Regions from separate parts of the Mus musculus genome. Here region 1 is linked to region 2. A link is a contact called in public HiChIP or PLAC-seq data. All regions are on one chromosome and are shown on one strand. The core of a region is the stretch at or near the end of the contact, and the rest is flanking DNA. Distances in the headings are between cores, read along the strand shown.

Evidence for each region. HiChIP or PLAC-seq counts read pairs in DNA pulled down with a chosen protein or histone mark.
Region 1: a contact with region 2 is called in an H3K4me3 HiChIP or PLAC-seq map of bone marrow-derived macrophages, with 3 times the contacts expected there. The contact joins the enhancer-like site here to the promoter of Pwwp2a in region 2. A contact is called at or near these places in 3 of 39 promoter capture datasets (the C10 cell line, cranial neural crest and hippocampal neurons), 2 of 484 Hi-C or Micro-C datasets (the AtT-20 cell line and rod photoreceptor), 4 of 115 datasets of contacts at active chromatin or transcription factors (bone marrow-derived macrophages, embryonic stem cells, forebrain and 1 more) and 3 of 9 other capture datasets (adipose tissue, liver and pancreatic islet).

The regions. Positions count from the first base shown.
Region 1 is chr11:43,449,940-43,454,020 of GRCm38.p6, forward strand. No RefSeq gene overlaps it. Among named protein-coding and RNA genes, the nearest start is that of Slu7, 18 kb to the left of the region's middle. Within about 2 kb of position 1,577, at least 17 of the 459 cell types and tissues checked have an H3K27ac peak or open chromatin away from gene starts, as enhancers often do. A contact at or near this core is called in bone marrow-derived macrophages, where this site is marked.
Region 2 is chr11:43,680,090-43,684,470 of GRCm38.p6, forward strand. Pwwp2a (PWWP domain containing 2A) reads left to right here and starts at 1,909. Exons shown (of 2, transcript NM_027557.1): 1 at 1,909-2,527. The coding sequence starts at 2,004. It overlaps Gm34963 (a long non-coding RNA gene), which reads right to left and starts at 1,975. Exons shown (of 2, transcript XR_388594.3): 1 at 1,746-1,975.

The DNA of each region.
Region 1 (4,081 bases), core at 327-2,826, 230 kb before region 2:
TTTATAATAAAGGACTCATAGATATTAATAATTTGCCTGAGCCCAACTCTTCCATGTGAGACTTGTTGGGAAATCACCTCCACCAGGACATTAATTCTATCTCGGTGGCTGGCTGGGAAATCACCTCCACCAGGACATTAATTCTATCTCGGTGGCTGGCTTTGAGTTGGATTGGCATGCTGCCTGAACTTACTTTGAACAGGCATGTCACATCACAGGTTGATTCTTGATGTGGATGGGATAGCATGTAAGGACAGACCAGCTTGTAATGTGGCTTCATTTTTAATTCAGGGTTATAATGTACTCAAAAGCACAGTCCTGTGATGTCTCTGGAACATTCCCTGAAAATGTTTGTGTCCCATGTGAAAGGAATGCAAGGGGAAGATAATTGTTCCTGGTCCACCTGTACAATGATGGAGGTGGTACTCAGCGTCCACGGTGTGTGGTGTGTAACAGTGCATTTCAAACATTAACCTCTGGCCATCAAAACTGTCAGACTATTTCAACAAACACTGCAATGGTATTCGCGGACATAATCTCCACAGGCCTGAAGCACAGTCAAAAACACTTGGATCACTTGAGAGCACCTTATCCCAAGCATCATATTAATTTGGACATTTATGTGCCAAGGAGAAGTATCCTCATTACCACTGTTGAAAAAAAAATCATCAAATCTTGTGCATTTGAAATAACACAAGTCAGAAACAGCACAAATCTTTTGGGGCCCAGATGACCAGAAGAAGCTCAGAAGTACCTTTGTCAGACGGTGTGATCCATTTCAGAATTGACAAAATGAGCCTGGACATCGAACAACTAATTCTAGAAGATCTCAAAGCCAGCCCTCTTACAGTGGGCATTCAGCTTGCTGAGACTATGGCGTGGGTGACGGCAGCCACTAATGGCATTTGTGCAGTAACAATGTAAAAGGGAGAGAGAGCACAGAGGAGTTCCTGTTCTGCCGACCTTCGTGGTTATCCATGAAAGGAAGGAAGGAAGGAAGGAAGGAAGGAAGGAAGGAAGGAAGAAAGAAAGAAAGAAAGAAAGAAAGAAAGAAAGAAAGAAAGAAAGAAAGAAAGAAAGAAAGAAAGATCTAACCAAATTACTTTAAAAAAATTAAATAAACACCCGAACATTAAATATGGTCTGATAGGTTAGGAACTGAGCCAAGAAGAGAGAGGTCCTCCCACCTGTAGTGGGTTGGCCTGATGGTGCTTCTATATGAATGCTAATGTTGGTTCCTTAAGTCTGGTTGCCCAAGAAACAAGAGTCCTCATGTAGACACCCTGTGAAGTTGCCCCCAAATTATTTCTGACTGGTAAATTAAGATGCCGACAGCCAATAGCTGCTCAGGGTTTAGGATTCCCTGGCTGAGGGTCAGAAGAGGAGTCCTCATGTACTCACTATGTGACTTTGCCCCCGTGTTATTTTCTGACTGGTAAATAAAGATGCCGACAGCCAATAGCTGGGCAGAAGAGAGGTAGGCAGGCTTAGGATTCCCTGGCTGGGGGTCAGAAGAGGACCATGAAGAGAGAGGAGAAGTCGGGGAGAAAAGAGGAAGGAAGGAGGAGAAGCCTGCCATGGGTTGAGTGAGTCATTAAAAGGTGGCCCTGAGTTCTGGCCTTTTGGAGTTAAGAGCAGCCCAGATGAAACAGTAAGTAGTAACTCAGGTTATTGATAGGAAAGTAGAGTCCAATAGCATAGAGAGTAGGCATCTGCCCAGCTCTTGTGCCGTTTTAAGCTTCTTGCAAATATAAGTAATGTGTGTGTGTGTGTGTGTGTGTGTGTGTGTGTGTGTGTGTGTGTGTGTGTGCTATCTGGGAACTAAATGGTCAAAGGCAGGGTAGAAACCCTGGATTGGGATTAAATAATTTCCACAACACCCATCCTTAAGGACAAACTGACAGTGGCCCCTCCCTTCTCTGTGAGGGTTGTTACCAGGAAGCTGATGAGTTCCCAACACCACTGTGGATTATGAAGGAATGCAGTAGAAGGGCAGAGTGTCCTGCATAACACTTGCCTTCTAGATTTACTCTCTGGAGTTAACCTCAGTGTCTACTCCTGTCTCTCCCATGCTGCAGATGCGACAATCCTGAGAAATACCTAAGTACAGCCCATTTTTAGAATTATGTCAGTGCTCAAAGTCAGTAAAGCCTGCTGAGGGTTTCCTGCACCTCACCACACAGACTCTGAAGACACTCCTGTGGTAAGATGAGAGGAGAGCCCAGTACCCAGAGTGCACCAACCCCGGCTGCTTCTCCTGCCCCTATTCCTTCACCCGATATCTCCACATCACACATTTCCTTAGATGTACTTGTCTAAGACAGTTCAAAGGTTTCAAGTGACTAGAGTATAAAGTATAAATAAGATGGCCTGCATATGTGACACTCACACAAACAAACAAAAAACACATGTACAAACTTTCCATAATAATATCCATCTTGGCACAGATCAACCATATGTGGTCTTTTCTGACTTCTTTCTTAAATTAGTTCAGACAGATAATGATAGATTGTAACCAGTAGGTGTCACTCACTATCTGCAGGTTTGGGTGGACACAAACTTCTGAGATATGTTAACATTAAACATTTATAGAAAAGGTATTAGGGGCTGAAGACAGGGCTCAGCATTTAAGTGTATGTATTGCTCTTACAGAGTGTCTTAGGGTTTTACTGCCGTGAGCAGACACCACGACCAAGGCAACTCTTATAAGGACAACATTTAATTGGTCTAGCTTATAGGCTCAGAGGTTCAATCCATTATCATCAAGGTGGGAACATGGTAGGGCCCAGATAGGCAGGGTAGCTGAGAGTTCTACATCTTTAGCTGAAGGCTGCTAGCAGAATACTGACTTCCAGGCAGCTAGGATAAGGATCTTAAAGCCCACACCCACAGTGACACACCTACTCCAACAGGGCCACATCTTCTAATAGTGCTACTCCCTGAGCCGAGCATATACAGTCATACAGAAGATCCAAGTTCAGTTCTCAGCATTCACAGGAGTAGGCTCACAACCACCTGTAACTCCAGAGAAACTCTGTCTCACAAAACCAAAATAATGGTGATGATGACGACGATGACGATGATGACGACGATGACTGGCCAATTGATTGTCTCTTTTGACCTGCCCAACATTCGTTGGTTCATTTGCTGACTTTCATCATAGTGTCTTTATTTTGCATGAGACACTTTCCTTCCCGGCCTGCCAGTCCTTCTGGTCTGTTCTTGGCTAACCAGATTCAGCCCCGGTACTTTCCCTGGAATAAGGGCGGAAGATGCCGTCCGTGCTAGATGCCCAGGATGTGTCTAAATCTTCCAGGAACTGCAGCCAACAGTCAAAGGGGAAAGATCCCCGTTCCGTTGTTCCAGCTGCTAAACGCAGCCATACTCACTGCTCCCGCTCCACTCCTTGAGGCCGCACGTTCCCTGTGTTGGAGGCAACTTCCCATCACAAACCATCCAGAGCCCACTTCCTCTGCCTTCCAATATTAGGACTGAGTAATGGGGAAGGTTCCATTCCAGTTTTGTTACATGGTTTGGGGCAGCTCTTACTTCTTCTGGGCCTCAGTTTTCTCCACTCTACAATCAAACACTTGGAAAGGTTTTCTCTATAGAACCTTTTTGTTTTCCCCCAAAAAAGTCATATTTTATTTGCTTAATTATGACTTTTTTAAAAATGCACTAGCTGTATAAAGACATTTTCCTAGCTCTACTCAGAAGTAGGGATCTGGTTCATGGTATCTGAGGATTTTTTGATAGAACATCAGTTTGATTGGAATGGTCACAAATCCATTAATTACATCCTAACCAAAGCCCTGTCTGTTCTGTTTTCAGAACTCGATCTCCCATGACTTTGTTTACTCTTACTGTGTGTATGTGTCATATGTGAGTTTGTCCGAGCACATGTGACATGGCACATGTGTGGAGGTCAGAGGACAACTCTATGGAGTCAATTCCACCTCTACTTGGGTTCCTAGAATCAAACTCGGGTGGTGAGCCTTACACAGCCAGTGCTTTTACTTGCTAAGCCACCTTGCCACCCCATCCCACACCAGAGTTTTATTATGAAAGATTTAGGCATATA
Region 2 (4,381 bases), core at 659-3,158:
GGAGTAGGTTTGTGCACAAGGTAGCTAGAGGAGGGCATTGAATCCCCTGGAGTGCTGGAACCAACTATGATTCTCTGCAATAGAAGCACATGGTCCTCACTGCTGAGCCATTGCTCTAGACCCCCAGAACACAGGACTTCAAATGAGAGGGTTTGGGAAAGTCAGTGGTACACAGTGGTCTCTAAACAAACTCCATTTTCCCTGTGGCTGTAAAGGGAGATTCTGAATTCTCCTTGACTGGCATCTTCTATTGGACTTTTACTTTCCTGAGAACTGCTAAGCTTGAAATAGACAGAACGTTGGCTAATATTTGCTTATTGTCATTTTGTCTTTTCTATAAAAAAATACCTGGACTTATGACCGTGTAATTTATTAGCTAAACAACATTAGAAACCTTTTTGTCTCAGTTTTCAAATAAAATGGGTATAATAGCACTTGTCGAATTGCAAGGACCATGTAAGATTGTACTAGATATTGATATATAGTATTCAATTAATCTTTGACATTTCATTCTTCCCTCCACGTTGGTAAATATCTTCTTTCTCTTTTGTAGGTGTTTTCAGTGCCTCTGATTGCTCCTATTAGAAAGGACTGACTGAGGAACAATCTGCAAGAAATGAGTACAGTGGCTCCTTCTAGACTTAACAGATTTCAAATAGAATTGGTCTTTAAACGCAACACTTGGGAGGCAGAGAGAAGGAGGCCGATCTCTGTGAGTTCCAGGCAAGCCAGAAGTACATAGGGAGACGCTGTTTCAAAACAAAAACCCAAACCACAAAAACAAGGACCTTAGGACACTGGAGGGCTCCCCTAGCCCTCATCTTTTCTTTCTTGGGATGGGATCTCAGTTTGCAGTTGAGTCTATCCTGAAACTGTATTAAGTCTGGACTAGAATTTTGCCATTTCTGCCTGTGCCTCCCAAGAGCTGCCCCACCGGCAACTATGCCTAGATTTCTTTCTTTCTTTCTTTCTTTCTTTCTTTCTTTCTTTCTTTCTTTCTTTCTTTCTTCCTTCCTTCCTTCCTTCCTTCCTTTCTTTCTTTCTTTCTTTCTTTCTTTCTTTCTGCACACGGCAAGGAAGAGGGTAAGGAAAGAAAAGGCTTCAATAGTGAACTCTTTCCGTGGATCTAAGGACTACAGTCAATTTAGCATGCCAGTTGTCTGTCTTCTCGTTAGAATTTTCCTTTTTTGAAATTAGCAGGTTCCTAGAGTTTAGTCCTTTATATTTTAAAGAGTGAAACCAAGGAAAACACCGCTTGTGTGTATGCGGGAGCTCCTGTCATGTGGTCATGGAGAATGTCTTGTACATCGCCCTGTTTCCAGCACCTCGTAATCTGACTAGTGAATAGGCACCCAAAAAGTGTCTCAGGATTATTTTCGGAACTTTAGTTATCTTTCCCAACAGAAGCCTGTTGTGCCCACACTTGGCCACAAGCAAATCCAAGCCTAGAAATAACATTTATTCTAAGGATCTCTGCGCAAAGATTCTTGGGAAGTGGTTCCCTTTCTGCATTCTCCCGCTATTCCCCCCTTGGGGAGTCTTTGAAAGAACTGGCACGACTCGCGTTTTCTTCCCTTCTCCCACCTCCGAAGAACGGGCCGAGTAAGGGCAGGGGCATAAACCAATCCTAAAGCGGTATTTCCCCTACTAACCAATAGATACAGGCTGTAAGCACAGGGCGCCGCTTTTGCCATCCTTCAGCCCGCCCCTCAAACTCCTTTTAGATTCTCCACTTGACAACTCACCTGACCAATGGGAAGTTCCTACTCTGAGGGAGGGGGCGGGACTCAGCCCGCGACAGACGGCTCCTTCTGACCAATGGGTTGACAGAAGTGCGGAAGGGGGTGGAAGGCGGAGCCAATGGCGCGGTGCCAATCACGAGCATCAGGGAAAGGGCGGGACGAGAGTGTTAGCGGGAGGGAGGGGAAGGCCTCGGGATCCCAGCCGCGCTGCCGCCGCCGCCGCCGCAGCCCGAGTAGGAGGAGGGAGAAACCAGCGAGAAAATGGCGGCCGTGGCTGCTGAGGCGGCGGCGACCGCGGCGTCCCCCGGGGAAGGGGGCGCCGGCGAGGCCGAGCCGGAGCTAGAGCCCATTCCCGGCAGCGAAGCCGGCACCCCCCTCCCGGTCACGGCCACGGAGGCGGCGGTGCCGGACGGCGAGGCCGACGGGCGCCAGTCCGCCCCTCAGGCCGACGAGCAGCCGCTGCCGCCACCGCCGCCGCCGCCGCCGCCGGGGGAGCTGGCCGATAGCTCCGAGGCTGAGGAGGCGAAGCCGCCCGAGCCCGCGGCTGTCCCGGTCTCGCCGCCCGAGCAGCCTCCGGCCGCCCCCGAGCAGCCCGAGGACGCGCCGCGGCCGCCACCAGCTCCGGCGCTCGTGCCGCCGGCGGGCGGGGACTCGGCGGTGTCGCACCTCATCCCCGGCTCGGAGGTGCGGGTCACGCTGGACCACATCATCGAGGACGCGCTCGTCGTGTCGTTCCGCCTCGGGGAGAAGCTCTTCTCCGGGGTCCTCATGGACCTATCCAAAAGGTACCGTCGGCCCCCCAACTGCAAGCTGTCCGCTCCGCCGCGAGGGAGAGCGCGAACCCGAGCTGCTCCCGCCCCGCCCTCGGGTCCTGCGCGCCGCGCCGCTCTCCGCGTGGGGCGCGCTCCGCGTGGGGCCGACGCGCGCGGCCCCGGCCCCAGGTGTGCAGCTGGGGACGCGCGCGGGTGCAGATGGCTGGCACACCCCGCCTCCGCATCCCCAGCCCCCTGCGACCCTCTGGCTTGCGCACTGGGGCAGATGGGTTAATGCAAAATGCAGATGGATCCCCTAGAGAAACGGGTGCTGTGGGGGGGGGGGGGGGGGAAGAGGTGCTGCGGAGGCATCTCCCTGTCCTCAAATCAACCTTTAACTTTAGCGGGGCTGAAGAAAGGGGTGTGTGCTTTGGGCTTCCCAAAAGGTTACCTGTCAGTTGTTAAAAGAGGAAGAGCCTAGAGTTAATGAACCCTTTTTTAACTGTTATTAAGAACTGCTGGAAATAGTTTCTCGGAGGATCACTCTTTAATAAGGAGGTACCTTTTGCTAATTTTACTTATAGCTTAAAGAAATATTGGAGACGGGATAGGTCCCCTGTCTTTTGAACATTTACTACCCAAGTGGTGGGTTTACAAAGGAATGTTCGCATGACTTTTTCTTTGGCAGTGATAGAGATTGAGTCTCAAAAGATTTCCGAGACGATGTTTACAGTTAAATTTGTTTTGACTAGAAGGTTGAGTTCACCTACAAACCTCTGTCTTATCCAGTATATTTTCACCTTTTGATTTAAAATGTTCTGGGCACTGCTTTAAACAGGTAAAGAAGGTAATCTGCTTTCAGTCTAGAGTTAACCTTTTTATTCTCTTCTTTTGCAGATAGGAAGTGCAGAGACTCCCATTCATGGCTCTCCATTCTGTTTCCTGCAACAGCACACACACTCTGGTGTCTCACCTGTTTGGAAATGGCTCTGTGTGTTTGATGTGTTTATGTATTTCTCTTCTCTTCTTTTTTCTCTGTACTGGAGATTGAGCCTAGAGCCTCTGCATGCTAGGCAAGCATCCTGCCATCTAGCTACACACCCCCAGCTTCCTCCAGAGTTTCTTTGACTTTTGAGACATGGTGTGGGTTAGTTAAGTTGTCCATGCTTGCCTTGAGCTTGCAATCCTCTTGCCTCAGCCTCTCCCAAGTACTGATATGATAAGCATTCCCATCATATCCATATCCCGGCTTATGCTTTACTCTCAAATTCCTTGACCTCCTGTAAAGTTACAGGAATTTGTTCCTACCTGGAAACAGCTACTTAAAATTTGCATTGGAATATGGCAGGGGGTGGGGTGGGGAGTGTTATGTTGGACAACTCTTCAGTTGCTCAGTGTACTTTGTTAGTCTTCAGAGTCCTTGCTTTTACTTATTCATTTATTTGTTGACTGTCTTTGGGTTAGTGCTTTCATTAGTAGCTTTCATTTTCATAATTAGAAAGCTGAATATAGATTGCTTTCTACTCATGTTTTTAATAGCAAGAGAGACACTCTAATGTGTATGCTATTGAATCAAACAGAAGAAGAGGCCAGTGATTGTGAGAATCTGAATTTCAAATCTGCAAAAGAAAGGTGCAAAAAGGTAAGTGTTTGGAAATAGAGTGGATGGTGATTTTTCATGTTGAGGTGCTCGTTCTGTCAGTTTTAGAGAATTGTCATTTTGAGTTTTGCTCTATTTTGCTAACAGCACTTCTTGTATATAATAATTTATTTTTTGTCAGAAGAGCTTTTGAAAGGACATGCAGTCTTGCTTAGTTTTGCTGTTTTGAACTCCTGGGCTCAAACTGATCCTCTTGTCTCAGCCTTTCTCCTGCCTCAGCACCCCCA